4 separate regions of the Pan troglodytes genome follow, and all the other regions are linked to region 1. Evidence: chromatin contacts called from public HiChIP or PLAC-seq data. All regions are on one chromosome and are shown on one strand. Each heading gives the region's core, a stretch centred on a gene start, on an enhancer-like site or on the middle of the called end of the contact. The rest is flanking DNA. Distances are from core to core; before and after follow the strand shown. Region 1 holds the start of NECTIN1 (nectin cell adhesion molecule 1). Region 2 holds the start of C1QTNF5 (C1q and TNF related 5). Region 3 holds the start of OAF (out at first homolog). Region 4 holds the start of USP2 (ubiquitin specific peptidase 2).

Region 1 (3,637 bases), core at 257-2,756:
GGAGCCGCCTCTGCCGCAGCAGCCGACTCTCCGCGCCCGCTGTGGGGCGGTGTGGGGCGGGAGGGGGCCCGAGCGTCCTGAGCCGTCTGGCAAAGGGGCCGCCGAAAGAGACGAAGCCCCCCCGCCATACTCCAAACCCGCAGCTCTGAGACTGACGCCCTCCCCCTGGGGCTGTTGTCTCCCACCCCAAGACGGTGATTACGGTGATTATTTTGCATTTATGTAACACGCAGTGTTTCCAAACTGCTTCCCGAGCAGAGAGCTGGTTATTAAATAAATAGAACGCTATTACATATTATTATTTTTTGTGAAGAACTGAGCGGAGAAAGTGCTTTCATGCTACATAGAGACGTGCATCTGACTGCTTCCCTGCAGGGCAGGCGGTTCGGCTTCTCAACCTCTTTCTCCGCCGTGCCACCTCCCACCCCCTTTACCCAAGCCGTGACCCAACTTTTCTGGCTCCTTTCACTCCCCACAATCCAGTCGTGCCCGCCATCCGGCTCCCAGCCCCGGGGAGGCATTGGATGGGGGTGGGGACAGCAGAGGTGAGCGCTCTTACCTGGGAGGAAGAATGCGGTCAAGCCGAGAGCGAGTCCCCACCAGCGTCCAGCGGCGCCCGCAAGCCCCATCCGAGCCATCGGGGGCCGGGGGGCCGGCGAGAGGGGCGGCGAGGGCAGCGCTCCTCGCGCAGCAGAAACCAGCCCGGAAGATGAGGGAAGATCGCTGGCGGTCGGCGGGCGCTCGAAGGATCCAGGTCAGCTGCAGCCGTCGGCCGGGGCGGGGTGGGCTGGGTGGGATCCGCGCGGCCGCAGTCCGGGCCCCGGGCCGCCGCCGGCTCAGAGGCTCGGCAGATGCCCGCCGCAAGTTGCACGAGTCATGCCCCTTCGCCTCCTCCGCTCTCCTCCCGGCGCCGGTCCCCGCCCTCTTCTTCCACGCAGAGCGGGGCTGGGGAGAGGGACCCACCCCCGGCTCGCCCGGCTGCCCGGTTGCGCGGCGCGGGCTCCTGGCCCCGGCGCGCTCACACCCTCCCGCTCGGCTCCAACTTGCAGGCGTCCATGGCCGGCCGTCCTCCGAGGGTGGCGGGACGCACCCGGGCGGCGCGGAAGGCTCGGGGCCCAGGCGGCGGGCGCGGGGCTCGGTGGTCGGCGGCCCGGGTGGCTCTGGCTGCGCGGCCGGGCGCGAGGAGAACGGGTCGGAGGCGCCGCGCGTCCCAGCCGCCGCCGCTCTGCCGGGTGCCGGCGATCCGCAACAATGTGGAGCCGCGCTCGCTGCTCTCGCTCTCTTTCTCTCACTCGCCGAGCTCCAGCCTCTCACCCGCTCGCCCGTGATGTCAGCCAGAGGGGAGGGGTTAGCGTTAACCCCCTCCTGGCCTCGATGCGCGCCCGCCGGGGCCCGGTCGGAGCCCGAGCGCACGCGCCTTCCCGACCGAAGCAGAGGCGGATCGCGAGCGCGGGCTGCGGGGTCCGGCTCAGGACCCTCGCTCGGGAGCTACCCCTCGGCCGCCTGCCAGCTGGGGAGCCGGCTGGAGCGCGGGCTGCCCTCCTCCTCCGCTGACAAAGGCAGGCAGTGACCCCTAGCGGCCGGCGGCGCCGAGGCGCGGCGGGTGGGGGTGGAGTTAGGACCGGGCCGGGGGCGGCGGTGGAGGAGAGGGCGGGATGGAGAATCCCGGCTAGCAGCGTCGGAGCTGGCAGGGCTTCTGCAAGCCCTCTGCTCCCACCCTGGCCCCATTTCACAGACGAGGAAACAAAGGCCCAAAGAAGAGTTCCGCCCGGGACGGAACGTGGCATAGCTCGCAACAGAACCCAGTCTCCGGAGATCCCTCTCCTCTGCACCACTTGGACGTTCCACGGGGAGGCAGCGGTGCGCGGGGCGACGGGGAGCTGCCAGAGAAGTCAGTGGTGGGCATGAGTGGGTGAGACGGGCCCACTGAGGTTTCTGGTAGAGTTTCTTTTCTAATCCCTGCTCCCTTCGGGGGTTCCTTTTCCAAAAATTGAAGCACCCCGCGCCCCGCCCTTGCCCAAACATAGCCTGAAAACGAGCTCTCCTCCAGTTTCCAGGACCTTAGTTTTGAGAGATTTGTGGGATTCCCGCGAAAGTGGATCGTCCAGTCAGTGTCCCTGGCAGGGCAGGGACTCTCCGCCCCATCCCGTTCACCACCCACCACATCCGGGTGTGGTAGGATTTCTGCCAAGGCGACTGCGCCCTCCGGGCCTGCCCTCTTCCCCTTACTCTGGTCCTCCTATCCCCATCCCCTCCCCCTGGGGGAGGAAGACAGACAGAGTTTCCCACTAAGGAGAGCCGAATTCTCCCCAGACCCTGGCCGGACACTGCTCCCTCTACCCTTTGCCCAGCCCTCTAGGCGGGCAGGAGCAGAGGGGAAGTGGCTGTTTCTGATAACACGTAAATTCTGGTTCCTCACTGGAGAAGGGGCAAAGACAGCGCCATATTCCCACTGTCTGGAATCCGGCCCTGGAGTGTCTCGGTTTCTCGCGGAAGTAGTCAGATCTGGCATTGTCATGAACACTCACCCACTCACTGTATGGTCTTTTACATTTAACAAATGTAACCTGGGCTTTCTTTGTGTCAAAACACAGCGCCTGGCTTGGGGATACAGAGACATCATCATTGTCCTGAAGGAACTCAATCTAGTTGAAGGGTGGGGGAAGACAGACATAGAAACGGATGTCGTAAACAAATATTTAATATGGGATTGTGTGGGTTTGGTGGGTCACAGAAAAAGTGCCCAGTTTAGCCCGGGGTGGGGTTGGTGTAAAGGCTTCAGGGAAGTGAACACAGGGTCTCGGTGAGTCATCTATCAGACCAAGGTAAGTGCTGGAGGGCAGAGATATAAAAGAGACTGGATTTAAGGTAGAGGGTCAGCACGAGCAAAGGAATGAAGGTAAGCAATGGTCAGGTGAGTAGGGGGCCCACAAAGGGTTGACTGGTTTAGCCTGAGCCTAAGACTTGAGGAAAGGAGAGGTCTGCAGATTCGTGAATCATGCCCGGTAGCTGCTACGAGGGTTTTAAACTGGGGAACACGCTATCAGATTTAGTTTGTGGCAGCTGGGAATCTCCCATCTGGCTGCTGAGTGCTTTAAGGGCCAGGGTTGAATTGAATTCATTGTGGTGGCCTTCAGCTCTGTGCCAGGCACATTGTAGGAGCTGAAGGCATGGTTTGAAGGGGCAATCCCAGATGTACCAAGGTCTTCTTGTTCCCTGCTCTTACCCTCCCATCCTCTCCATCTTTTATTTTAATTTAATTTAATTTAATTTAATTTTATTGAGACAGAGTCTTGCTCTGTTGCCCAGGCTGGAGTGCAGTGGCGCGATCTCAGCTCACTGCAACCTCTGTCTCCCAGGTTCAAGTGTTTCTCCTGTCTCAGCCTCCCGAGTAGCTGGAATTACAGGTGTGTGCCACCACGCCCGGCTAATTTTTGTATTTTTAGTAGAGATGGGGTTTCGCCATGTTGGCCAGGCTGGTCTGGAACTCCTGACCTCAGGTGATCCGCCCTCCTTGGTGTCCCAAAGTGCTGGGATTACAGGCATGAGCCACTGTACCCGGCTGCACTCTCTCCATCTTTAGGTCAGGCTTCTTTGATCCTCTGATCTTAAATGAGCTTCCAAAGAGGGTGCGGCC
Region 2 (3,150 bases), core at 448-2,947, 380 kb before region 1:
AGCAGCAGGACGGAGAGGCCTCTACCCCATCTCCCTAGTCATTCACAATATTCCAGGGGGGCCAGCCCTCCTGGATGACCTGGTTGTCAGCGTCACACCCTCCTTCTAGGCGTGAGAGCATGAGCTCACTTTGCAGTGGGCACTAAGCAAAGACTGGGGAGCTGTGCCAGTCGGAGTACACCAGAAATCCGGAGAAGGTGCTGTCTGTCTTGATGCTGGCATAGATGCCAATGTAGTCACCCACACCCACCTGCACCCACACTTGGTCCTCAGGCTCCAGCCTCACCATGGCCCCCCCCGAGAGCGAGGCTGGCTTGGGCCACCCCCCGAAAAACTGGAAGAAAGAGGCAATGGATTCGCCATTCTTCACCAGATCAAACTGCAGGCTGGCCCGGTAGACGGTGGCATGGACGGCGAAGTAGTAGACCCCAGGCACCTGGCAGGTGAACTTGCCGGTGACGGCGTCGTAATGTCCCTGCTCGTTCACCAGCACGCGGTCGAAGGGCAAGGGTGCGTCAGACGGCGGAGGCACCCGGCTCTCGGAGCGCTTGGCGCTGAAGGCGGATCGCGGAGGCACCGAGCACTCCCCGGCAGGCCCGGTGGGCCCCGCGGGTCCCGCCTCTCCTCGCGGCCCGGGGTCCCCTCGAGGTCCCGGCAGTCCTGCGGGGTAAGGGGGGCGGCAGGATGAGAGTAGCGGCGGCTCAGCCCGCAGCGGGGCGGCGACTCTAAGGTCACCGTACCCCTCCCCGCCCCTGCCTGAGCTTCGGCCAGCGCCTCCTCCCGCACGGGTACCTCCTCCACCCCTTCCCGCAGGGCAGATCTGGGGGGCTGGCCAAGGGGGCTCCCGCCGCCTGGGCCCCTCCCCCGCTCAGGACTGCAAAGCGCGGGGAGTGGCGCCCCCTGGCGGGAGACCCGAGTCCCGGACACCGGGAGCTGGAGCTGCGACCGCGCCTGCTCGGACATCGCCACCGATAGCCGCGGCGGTGCCTTCTTACCCGGCCTCCCGCCCTCGCCTTTCTCTCCCGGAGCCCCGGGCGCGCCGTCGCGGCCGTCGCGGCCATCGCGGCCCGGCAAGCCCTGGCTGCCATGGTGGCCCGGCGTGCCTGGAAGGCCGGGGTGCCCCGGGCACAGGCTGGGGATCTTGTTGTCGTCCAGTGGGGGCGAGCCGGCCGCCAGGCCCAGGAGCAGCAGGACGAGGAGCGGCCTCATAGCGCTGGCACCGGGAGCCCGGACGCCGGGGTCCTCTCGCAGTCTGTGGACCAGGCAGGACTGGAGTCGGGACCCAGAATCCTGGGACCTGCCTCTCTCCCCACCCCGGCGCGGCCCAGTCGGTCCCCACCCCACTGCCGTGCCCCTGAGGCTGAGCGCTCGCAGGGCCGAGCATCCGGAGAGCACAGGCAGGCGAGAGAGGGTGGGAGCGGCCAGCCCTCCCTCCCACCGCCGGCCCGCGCCAGCCTTTCCCACAGTCCCCTCCCCAGCCCCTTTCCCCTCCTCCGCCAGACTCACCCCCCGTCCCGGCTCCCCGATGGCCTCCTTCGGGGCGCTCGCTACTCCGGACCCTCCAGTTGGTGGTGCTCCAGCCCCCGCGCTTCTCCCCGGCCAGGCGCCCCCTGCCCTGCCGTCACCCCAGTCCTGGTTCGCTCCCTGCCGGCTCCGCTTTCCTCCTCCCAGCCTCCAAGAGGAAACCAGTTGTTCAGGGGCCAAGAGCTCCCGGACCGGGAAATAGCTGGGAAATAACTCGTGGTGTCGCCCGGCGGCCGGCCAAAGTTTAGGGGGAGAAAGGAGGGGGAGAGAGACTTGAGCTGGGCACAGAGAGGCAGAACTTCGAGAGACGGACACACAGGGCACCTCCTGTTCCCAGGGCCAGAGGAGAGGCGGGGCAGTGGCAGAGACCAAGGACCAGACCCCATTTCAGGGAGAAATACGCAGAGAGATGAGGGTGGAGAGTTCTAGAGGCAGACAGCCAGTTGGATCCCTAGGGCCTAGGACAGGGCCTGCCTCGTGAATAGATGCTCAGTACATTTTTGTTGAATCAAGGAAAAGGTCAGAAGGCAGGCGATGGAGAAGCTGAAAAAGCAGATGGAAAGGAGAAGAGGCCTGGATGGGAAGCGGTCTCGATTGTCCGGTGGCACAGTGTGGGGCCAGTCAGCAGCCTGGGACCGGTAAAGGGACAGGAAGGAGCAGGGAGGGTGGTAGGGTCCCATGAGCCCCAGCTGAGGACTTCTCTTCCCCCTCCCTGGGAGCCCCAGAGAAGGATGGGTAGAGACCCTGCTGGTGCTCCTTCCTTTGTTCCCCTGCGTGCCAGCCCTGACCGGCAAAAGAGGACGGGCAGGAAGAGGGCAGGGGCCGGCTTCAGGGTCAGGGCTGGGCACAAGCTTCCAGGTCAGCTGCCTCTGGCAGCCTGTTGCAGTTGAAGGGCCAGGGGGTGCCCAGTAGTGCCAGGCCAGACTGGCACTGGTGCTCCGCTTCCTGGCAGACAGAGCGGCAAGGGGGCAGAACACTGCCTAGTGGGGTGCAACGGGGCACAAGCAGCCCACACAGGAGCCTCCGGAAATGCTGGTAGCAGGGCAGGCTTGTCAGGCTCTGTGGAGGGAGAGTGGCCTTCAGGCACCTGCTCCCAGGCTCCTCCCCTCCCAGGCCCGCCCTCCTTCCCTCCACCCAGAAGACCTTGTAACCGCTGAGGACCTCTGCCACCTCCTCCTGGGTGGTCATGCCCACCCAGATGTTAGGGAAGGCCGTGGTGTTGTAGCTCAGACCGAGGCACATCTCCACCTGGACAGGCTCACAGGCCAGCTCTGCAGGGGTGGAGGGGAGGGCCACTGTGGGGACTGCTCACTGGCTCTGTGGCCTGTGGCAAGTCACCGAATCGCTCGGTCCTGTGTGTACATGGGTCCAATGGGGATGGTTGTGAGGAAGCAAGAGGATAACAAAGAGACAGGCTGTACACACTCTGAGGATCCCTGCCATCCCTGAGAGCCTGCTCCAGCATCGCTTGCCAGCCCTGGGCATCATGCAGGCATGTCTTTAATCTCAGGGAACATGGGGCACCCGCATTTGCAGGGACCGCTTGGGCATCTGGAAGAAACCCCCTGCTCTGTGTAAGAGGATGCCTTCGTCTTTGGTGTGGGCTGTGGAAAGGGGCTCTGGGGG
Region 3 (3,372 bases), core at 826-3,325, 480 kb after region 1:
CAGGGACCTAAACAAGAAATCCGACATCCAGGGCTTCTTTGCCCACTTCTGGGCTGTTGTGGGAGGAGAAGGGGTAAGAGCCTGGGAAATGGCTGAGGGCAGAGCTGGTGGCGGATGGGGACAGGACCTGAAACAAGGGTAGTTAGGAAATGTGGGCGAGGCCCTTAATGACTGTGTGGGCTGACTCATGTGGGAGACCTAGCTTCAAGGCCGCATGGAGATCCAGCATCCTGTCAGGCGGGAGGCCAATTTCAAGACCCTGGGCATCTCTAGTCTAAACGGTTGCCAGCTAAGAGTGGGAGTCCTTAGGGGAGCAATCCTTGTGCTAATCCAATTATTCCCTAACAGCCTGCCTTATCTCCCTGATGTGAAGATGAACTCCTTAGGAGCCAGGTTCTCCAGGAAGGTTGCTGCTTGTTTCAGATGCTCTATGTTTTTGTTTTGTTTTGTTTTGTTTTGTTTTGTTTTGTAGAGACGGAGTCTTCCTCTGTCACCCAGGCTGGAGTGCAGTGGCGCAATTTTGGCTCGCTGCAACTTCTGCCTCCTGGGTTCAAGCAATTCTCCTACCCCAGCCTCCCAGTAATCCCAGTAGCTGGGATTACAGGCGCACGCTGCCACACCCAGCTAATTTCTTTTGTATTTTAGTAGAGACGGGATTTCACCTTGTTGCCCAGGTTGGTCTCGAACTCCTGAGCTCAGGCAATCCGCCCGCCTCGGCCTCCCAAAGTGCTAGGATTACAGGCATGAGCCACCGCGCCCGGCCCAGACGCTCTATGCTTAAACATCTGCCAAATACCTGCTGTCAACCACTTATGTCGAGCATCATGTGGGCCTTGTCAAAAATGCTAATCCTCAGTTCTTTTCCCTAGAATCTGATTCCATGGGTTTAGGGATTCGGGAATCTATTTTCTAACAAGCATCCAGGTGATTCTTCAGGAAAGGCAAATTTGGAAAAGGCTGACTTGGTAGTCTCTTAAATTCCCTTCAGTCCTAAATCTAGGCAGCAGAGAGCGGGTAGCGGGAAGGGCCCCTGGATGATAGCAAGAGGCCGATTCTAGCCGGACCCTGCAGTTCACATGGCCCTGTGCTGGGGAAGCCCTAGCAGGGAAGGAGGCTGCAGAGAAGGGAGTTTTCACCCATCAGTAATCAAGGTCCCAACAGAAGTGAAAATGGAAGTCAGGGAACAATTGGTTTTGAGCATCTTCGTGGGGCTTTTTCCCTTGCCTGGGACTGGCAGGACAGTGTAGGTCTGAGCAGCTTCCACGATACACACGGGGACACTTAAGCCCAAAGAATTTTTAAAACGTGCCTAAATTCCACAACTAATCAGAGGAGGCAGCAATCCAGATCTCCTGGTCTTCACCCTTCTCATTGTTGGGGTGCACCGCAGGGCACGCATGTTTCCTTGTGGCTTGTGGGAAAGCCACTGTCATGGAGCGCCAGCGTCCCGAGTCCCTGTAAATTCTCCCAAGTGACCTGGAATCTAACATTTCCCTGGATTTTCATAGTCTATAATAGAGAGAAAGAACCGGGTCTGCGGTGGTGGGCAGGACTGAGGAAAGGCCGTGAATGCGGGAAGCACGGGAGGCAGGACTGAAAAGGAAAGAGGCACAGGGGCTCACAAAACCTGAGGGCCGCGTCCCAATGGGTGACCTGACTCATCAAGGTCTAACACCTGGCCGTGGCAAAGCTGGGCGAGAACCCCCGATCCACCCTCCCAATGTGGGGCAGGGAAAAGGCAGAGTGCAAAGCGAGGTCTGATTTTGCAGAAGCGTTTTAGAAATTCGCTGTCAGAGAAACTGAAAGACCAAACAAAACCCCTAAAAATCCAAGCCCGATTATTTCATCCACGTGGCACAAAAGCAAGCCAAAAAAAAAAGCGGGGGGGGGGGGGGTGGCGGTGCAGGGCGGGGGAAGAGTCACCCGTCCTGCCCCTGCTGGAATGAAGGGATTTGCCGGGAGAGCAAACTTCTGACACCCCCTGGGTCGCTGACTCCGCGCGGCCGGGCGGGAGGGAGGTCGAGGAGGCCGCTTGCACAAAGCCGCGGAGCCGCTGCCCCCTTTCCCCGCCCCCTGCCCGGCCAACGCCGAAGCGCGGAGAGCAGCCGCGGGCCCTTTAAGGGCCGCGAGGTGCGCGGTCTCTTTAAGGCGGGTCCTGGTGGTTTCTGTTTTCTGAAGGAAGTGACGGGGGGTGGGATTGAATGAAAAGTGCAAAACACAGGCTCGCAGCGCTGGAGCCCGGGGCCGCGGAGCCGGGCCAGGGCAGCGCCGTCTCCGCCTCGGGGCCGCCGGGGGCGCCCTGCTGAGCGCTACCCACGTGCGTCCGCGCCACCTCGCGGGCGACCCCGCGGCCAAGGCCCCCGGCGGAGCGGCTCCCGGGCGCCCCGAACTAGCCCCCAACTTTGGGCGAAGTTTGCCTGCGCCTCTCCCCGCCCCCACGCGGCGCGCCGGGGCCGCGGACGGCAGCGGCCCCCGGGGATGCGCCTTCCCGGGGTACCCCTGGCGCGCCCTGCGCTGCTGCTGCTGCTGCCGCTGCTCGCGCCGCTGCTGGGAACGGGTGCGCCGGCCGAGCTGCGGGTCCGCGTGCGGCTGCCGGACGGCCAGGTGACCGAGGAGAGCCTGCAGGCGGACAGCGACGCCGACAGCATCAGCCTCGAGCTGCGCAAGCCCGACGGCACCCTCGTCTCCTTCACCGCCGACTTCAAGAAGGTGAGGCGCCCTCACTCGCCGGGGTGGCACCTTCAAGCCTGAGCCCCCCGGGATCCCAGGCGCTCTCTTGCCTGCAGACGGAAAGACGGGCCCAGGAGGGAGACGCGGCTGGCCCAAGGTCACGCCGGGCTCTTCTCTACACCTCTTTGCCCACTCCCCAGGGCCCACCCCTTCATTCTCTCCAAAGAACCCCTCTGCTTCCCTTTCTCACTCCCTCCTCCAGCGCTCCCAGAGCCCCCCAGGTGCTAACCCTCCTCCAGAACTCCTACTAACGACTGGACTCCCTTCTTGGAGTCATTCCCCTGTGCTCTAGTGGGAAAGTCCTAGGCGAAGTGTTCTCGCTGTGGGCTCTCACTGTGGGTTCTCCCTGTGTGATCTAGAGCAAGCAAGCCTCTTTCCTCCTATGGGCCTGGCTTCTCACCCCTGTACAGGGCACTGAGGGGTCTGCGAGGCCTCCCAGCCCTGACATTTTGGAGTCCCTCTGTCACCTCTCCCTCTGTTTCACTTTTCTGGGGAGAGCTGGTTGCCCCTGGTCCCTCTCAAGCCGGGAGAAGCCCTGTCTCCTCTTTGGTCTGGAAGGCTGGGGCGCTTGCAGCAGGAGGATCCTGGAGAGAGACCCCAGCTGAGGCCCCCTCCCTCTGGGAGAAGTGCTGCCCTTCACTC
Region 4 (3,198 bases), core at 255-2,754, 340 kb before region 1:
TGCCTTTCTAATGCCAGAGAACAGTCCCTTGGTTTTCTGAACTGACCATGTCCCATAACTGGGAAGGGCAAACAAGGCTTGCCATCTTCCTAGACGTCCAGTCCACCAAGCAGAGAAAGGCCAAGCCCATCTGGGCTCCTTCCCCCTTTGCCTAGAAAAATACGGCAAGCGCAGCTTCCCCCAGGCCACCAGGAGAATGCTTGGCCCCTCTGGGGTGGTTCCACTCTACCTGTGGGAGGGCTCAGGATTCCAGGGCCACAGAGCCGGGCTGAGCAGGGTCACAAGAGGAAGGAACGGGGTTCTTAGCCTCTCTGGCCTTGGTGCACTTGTCTGCTCCCAGGACGTTTCTCGATGGCTCTCCCCGAGGACTGGGAGTACCCAGCCTGGTGCCTCCACCCTGTCTTAGCACAGGCTACTGACTCAGCCCAGGTCCTAATGATGCACTTCAGAGGACGCCCTCATTCCAGTCCTCATTCTGACTCCAGTCTGACATGCATCTACAGCATCAGAGGAGGGGGCCTGCCTCGACCTTAGCCCAATCAGCTCTCCTTTCCTCTGCTTTAGGGGGGTCCATCTGGGGGATGTTCTCATGCCCATTCCAGGGGAGGTTAGCAGCCCCTACCACTACCTCCAGCTCAGTCCCATTCTAAAGGCAGCCAGGTCAGGAGGTAGGATGTTCACTCTTCAGGGAAGGGCTAGAATGGGGTGGCTAGGGCTTCCCTTGACTGTTGAGAAGTTGCTCTCTCCGGAGCACCGCGTGCCTGCTTCTGGTTTGGGACTGGTGAGAATTTCAAAGCTGCCTCTTTCTGGTTTGGGATTGGTGGAAAATCTCCCCTTCCGCTTAATTGTTGCCCACCCCCCGCCCCTAACCCCCTTTAGCAAACTGACCGGGGAGCTTTAAGAGCAGCGAGTGAGCTGCACGCACACGTGGGGAGGGGGTTTGTCAGTGTCGCTCTCAGGCCACATACCACCGATATACACGGGGCACAGCGAGGAGGACCCGCCAAAGCAGCATTTCCTTAGAATACACTGATCAGCACACAGTTGGCTCTTCCTGGCACCCTGGGCTGTCAGCAGGCAGCCCTCACACAACTGGCAGACACAGCTGGAGCGTCCCTGCACAGCCGGCTCTCTCCCTATATTTCTAGTGTCCACTCTGCCCAGAATGTCGTGGACACCTTACTTTCTGAGCTCCAAACCGGCACTGATCCCCGAATCCCCCCTCCCGGATCCCCGACAGGTGGCACGTACCTGCCTCTTCTTGGAGGATGGACGAGTCGAACCGGGCACAAGCATGGAGCTGCGGGTGAGTCCCGGCTGGCGCTGGCGCGGCGCAGTGAGCACCAGCTGACGAAGAGGGCTCCCCGGCCTCGGCTCCTGCCTGACTCTCTCCCACCTCCGCCGGGGGCCCAGAAGGGACCTCCCCGGGAAATCGGCGCCACCCAGCGGGCAGCCGCCTCATCGCGCCTGGGCCGGCAGAGCCACACCCCGCGTCTTGCGTCACTGAGTCGCGTCACGGCTATTGGCTTGTTCCTATTGTGGCGTCATTAGAGCCCGGCCTCCGGCTGGGGCCACCCAGGCAACCGATATACACAGAGAACCACGTGGAGGAAAAGCACGCGAGTTTGGAGGGGGTGGAGCAGGAACAGAGGTGGACTGGAATGTCACACGACGGGGCAGCTGGAAGGTATTGGGAAAGAAGAGGGGTCAATGGGAGAAGGCTCGGAACTTGAGCCCTGGGGCGTATCAACTTTCAGTTTTTAGGGAAGACTAAACGTCCCCCACTCCCCTTCTCACTGGGCTGGGGAGGTCCTGTTCCTCAGCCTCTTCTCTTTTTCTCTGCTGTCAAAGACACTCTCCGCTCATTTTACTTTCATGGGACCAGTGATTAGTGATGAATGCCTGAGTGGGTAAACGGAGGCACTGAGTCAATGAAAGAATTCTCTTTGGTCTTTTCAAGAAAAAGCCGAGACAAAACTTGAATTTTTGCTGCTCCCATTCCTTTTATGTAACCTTCTCCCGACTCCCCCGATGTTGATGAGGAAAATCGCACAACCAGGTAGCTGGGTACCAAGGCAAATCCAGGTTTTCAACTTCAGCTGCTCCATCAACCCTTGCAGCTGCCGTTAACTCCTCCCATCTTCACCATAGATCTCTCTCTCCATCGCTACTCTCCTCAAGTCCTTCCTTCTCTTCTATTTCCCAGAGAAATCAGACGCAATCAAGAGGGGAATTCTTAAATTTCTACCTACAAACATGTCTGAATCCATTCTTATCAGGAGCAGTGAAAGAGGCACCCCTGTTCTTGTCCAAGGCACGATTCCCTTCTTGATTTCAACTCTTGTTTTGTTTTTATTTTTGTTTTTGTTTTTTGTTTTTTTGAGACGGAGTGTCGCTCTTGTTGCCAAGGCTGGAGTGCAATGGCGCGATCTCAGCTCATTGCAACCTCCAGGTTCAAGCAATTCTGCCTCAGCCTCCCAAGTAGCTGGGATTACAGGCGTGCGCCACCACACCAGGCCGATTTTTTTTTTTATAGAGTCTTGCTCTGTTGTCCAGGCTGGAGTGCAATGGCATAATCTCGGCTCACTGCAACCTCCTCCTCCCGGGTTCAAGTGATTCTTGTGCCTCAGCCTCCCCCGAGTAGCTGGGATTACAGGAGCCCACCACCACGCCTGGCTAATTTTTGAATTTTTAGTAGAGACAGGGTTTCACCGTGTTGGTCAGGCTGGTCTCGAACTCCTGACCTCAGGTGATCCACCAGCCTCAGACCCCCAAAGTGCTTGGATTACAGGTGTGAGCCACTGCACCCAGCCCCAGCTAATTTTTTGTATTTAGTAGAGATGGGGTTTCACCATGTTATACTTCCTTAGGGCCCTCATTCCATCACTTCATTTTACAGATGGATATTGGACATGCCAGTCACTCTTCTAGAAACTGGGGATATAGCAGGGAACAAAACAGGCACAATCCCTGCCCTCAGGGAGCTTACATTCTAGTAGAAGCAGGACTAAATAAGTAGAGTATGTAATATGTTAGATGATGCTAAGAGCTATGGGGCACATCCAGCAAGGAGGAGGTGTGTTCGGAGAAGGTAACATTCAAGTGACCTGAGGGAGGCTAGGCGTGAACTACACATAAATGTGGGGAAAGAATGTTCTAGGCAGAGAGAAGAGTAAAAATAAAGGTCCTGAGGTGGGA

Evidence for each region. HiChIP or PLAC-seq counts read pairs in DNA pulled down with a chosen protein or histone mark.
Region 2: an H3K4me3 HiChIP or PLAC-seq map of stem cell-derived excitatory neurons shows a contact between it and region 1, with 3 times the contacts expected there. The contact joins the promoter of C1QTNF5 here to the promoter of NECTIN1 in region 1. A contact is called at or near these places in 1 of 7 Hi-C or Micro-C datasets (stem cell-derived neural progenitor cells) and 1 of 1 datasets of contacts at active chromatin or transcription factors (stem cell-derived excitatory neurons).
Region 3: an H3K4me3 HiChIP or PLAC-seq map of stem cell-derived excitatory neurons shows a contact between it and region 1, with 3 times the contacts expected there. The contact joins the promoter of OAF here to the promoter of NECTIN1 in region 1. A contact is called at or near these places in 1 of 7 Hi-C or Micro-C datasets (stem cell-derived neural progenitor cells) and 1 of 1 datasets of contacts at active chromatin or transcription factors (stem cell-derived excitatory neurons).
Region 4: an H3K4me3 HiChIP or PLAC-seq map of stem cell-derived excitatory neurons shows a contact between it and region 1, with 5 times the contacts expected there. The contact joins the promoter of USP2 here to the promoter of NECTIN1 in region 1. A contact is called at or near these places in 1 of 7 Hi-C or Micro-C datasets (induced pluripotent stem cells) and 1 of 1 datasets of contacts at active chromatin or transcription factors (stem cell-derived excitatory neurons).

What each region holds. Positions count from the first base shown.
Region 1 is chr9:121,670,379-121,674,015 of NHGRI_mPanTro3-v2.0_pri, forward strand. It overlaps NECTIN1 (nectin cell adhesion molecule 1), which reads right to left and starts at 1,507. Exons shown (of 6, transcript XM_016922150.4): 1 at 560-1,507. The coding sequence starts at 638. It overlaps LOC101059011 (a long non-coding RNA gene), which reads left to right and starts at 1,664. Exons shown (of 5, transcript XR_001707584.3): 1 at 1,664-1,891.
Region 2 is chr9:121,286,381-121,289,530 of NHGRI_mPanTro3-v2.0_pri, forward strand. It overlaps C1QTNF5 (C1q and TNF related 5), which reads right to left and starts at 1,698. Exons shown (of 3, transcript NM_001428085.1): 1 at 1,507-1,698; 2 at 996-1,252; 3 at 1-660. The coding sequence starts at 1,209. The coding sequence ends at 143. MFRP (membrane frizzled-related protein) reads right to left here. Exons shown (of 13, transcript XM_009424324.5): 12 at 2,668-2,795; 13 at 2,359-2,583. The coding sequence ends at 2,359.
Region 3 is chr9:122,149,429-122,152,800 of NHGRI_mPanTro3-v2.0_pri, forward strand. OAF (out at first homolog) reads left to right here and starts at 2,076. Exons shown (of 4, transcript XM_001166728.8): 1 at 2,076-2,709. The coding sequence starts at 2,479.
Region 4 is chr9:121,327,847-121,331,044 of NHGRI_mPanTro3-v2.0_pri, forward strand. USP2 (ubiquitin specific peptidase 2) reads right to left here and starts at 1,505. Exons shown (of 13, transcript XM_001166112.8): 1 at 1,252-1,505.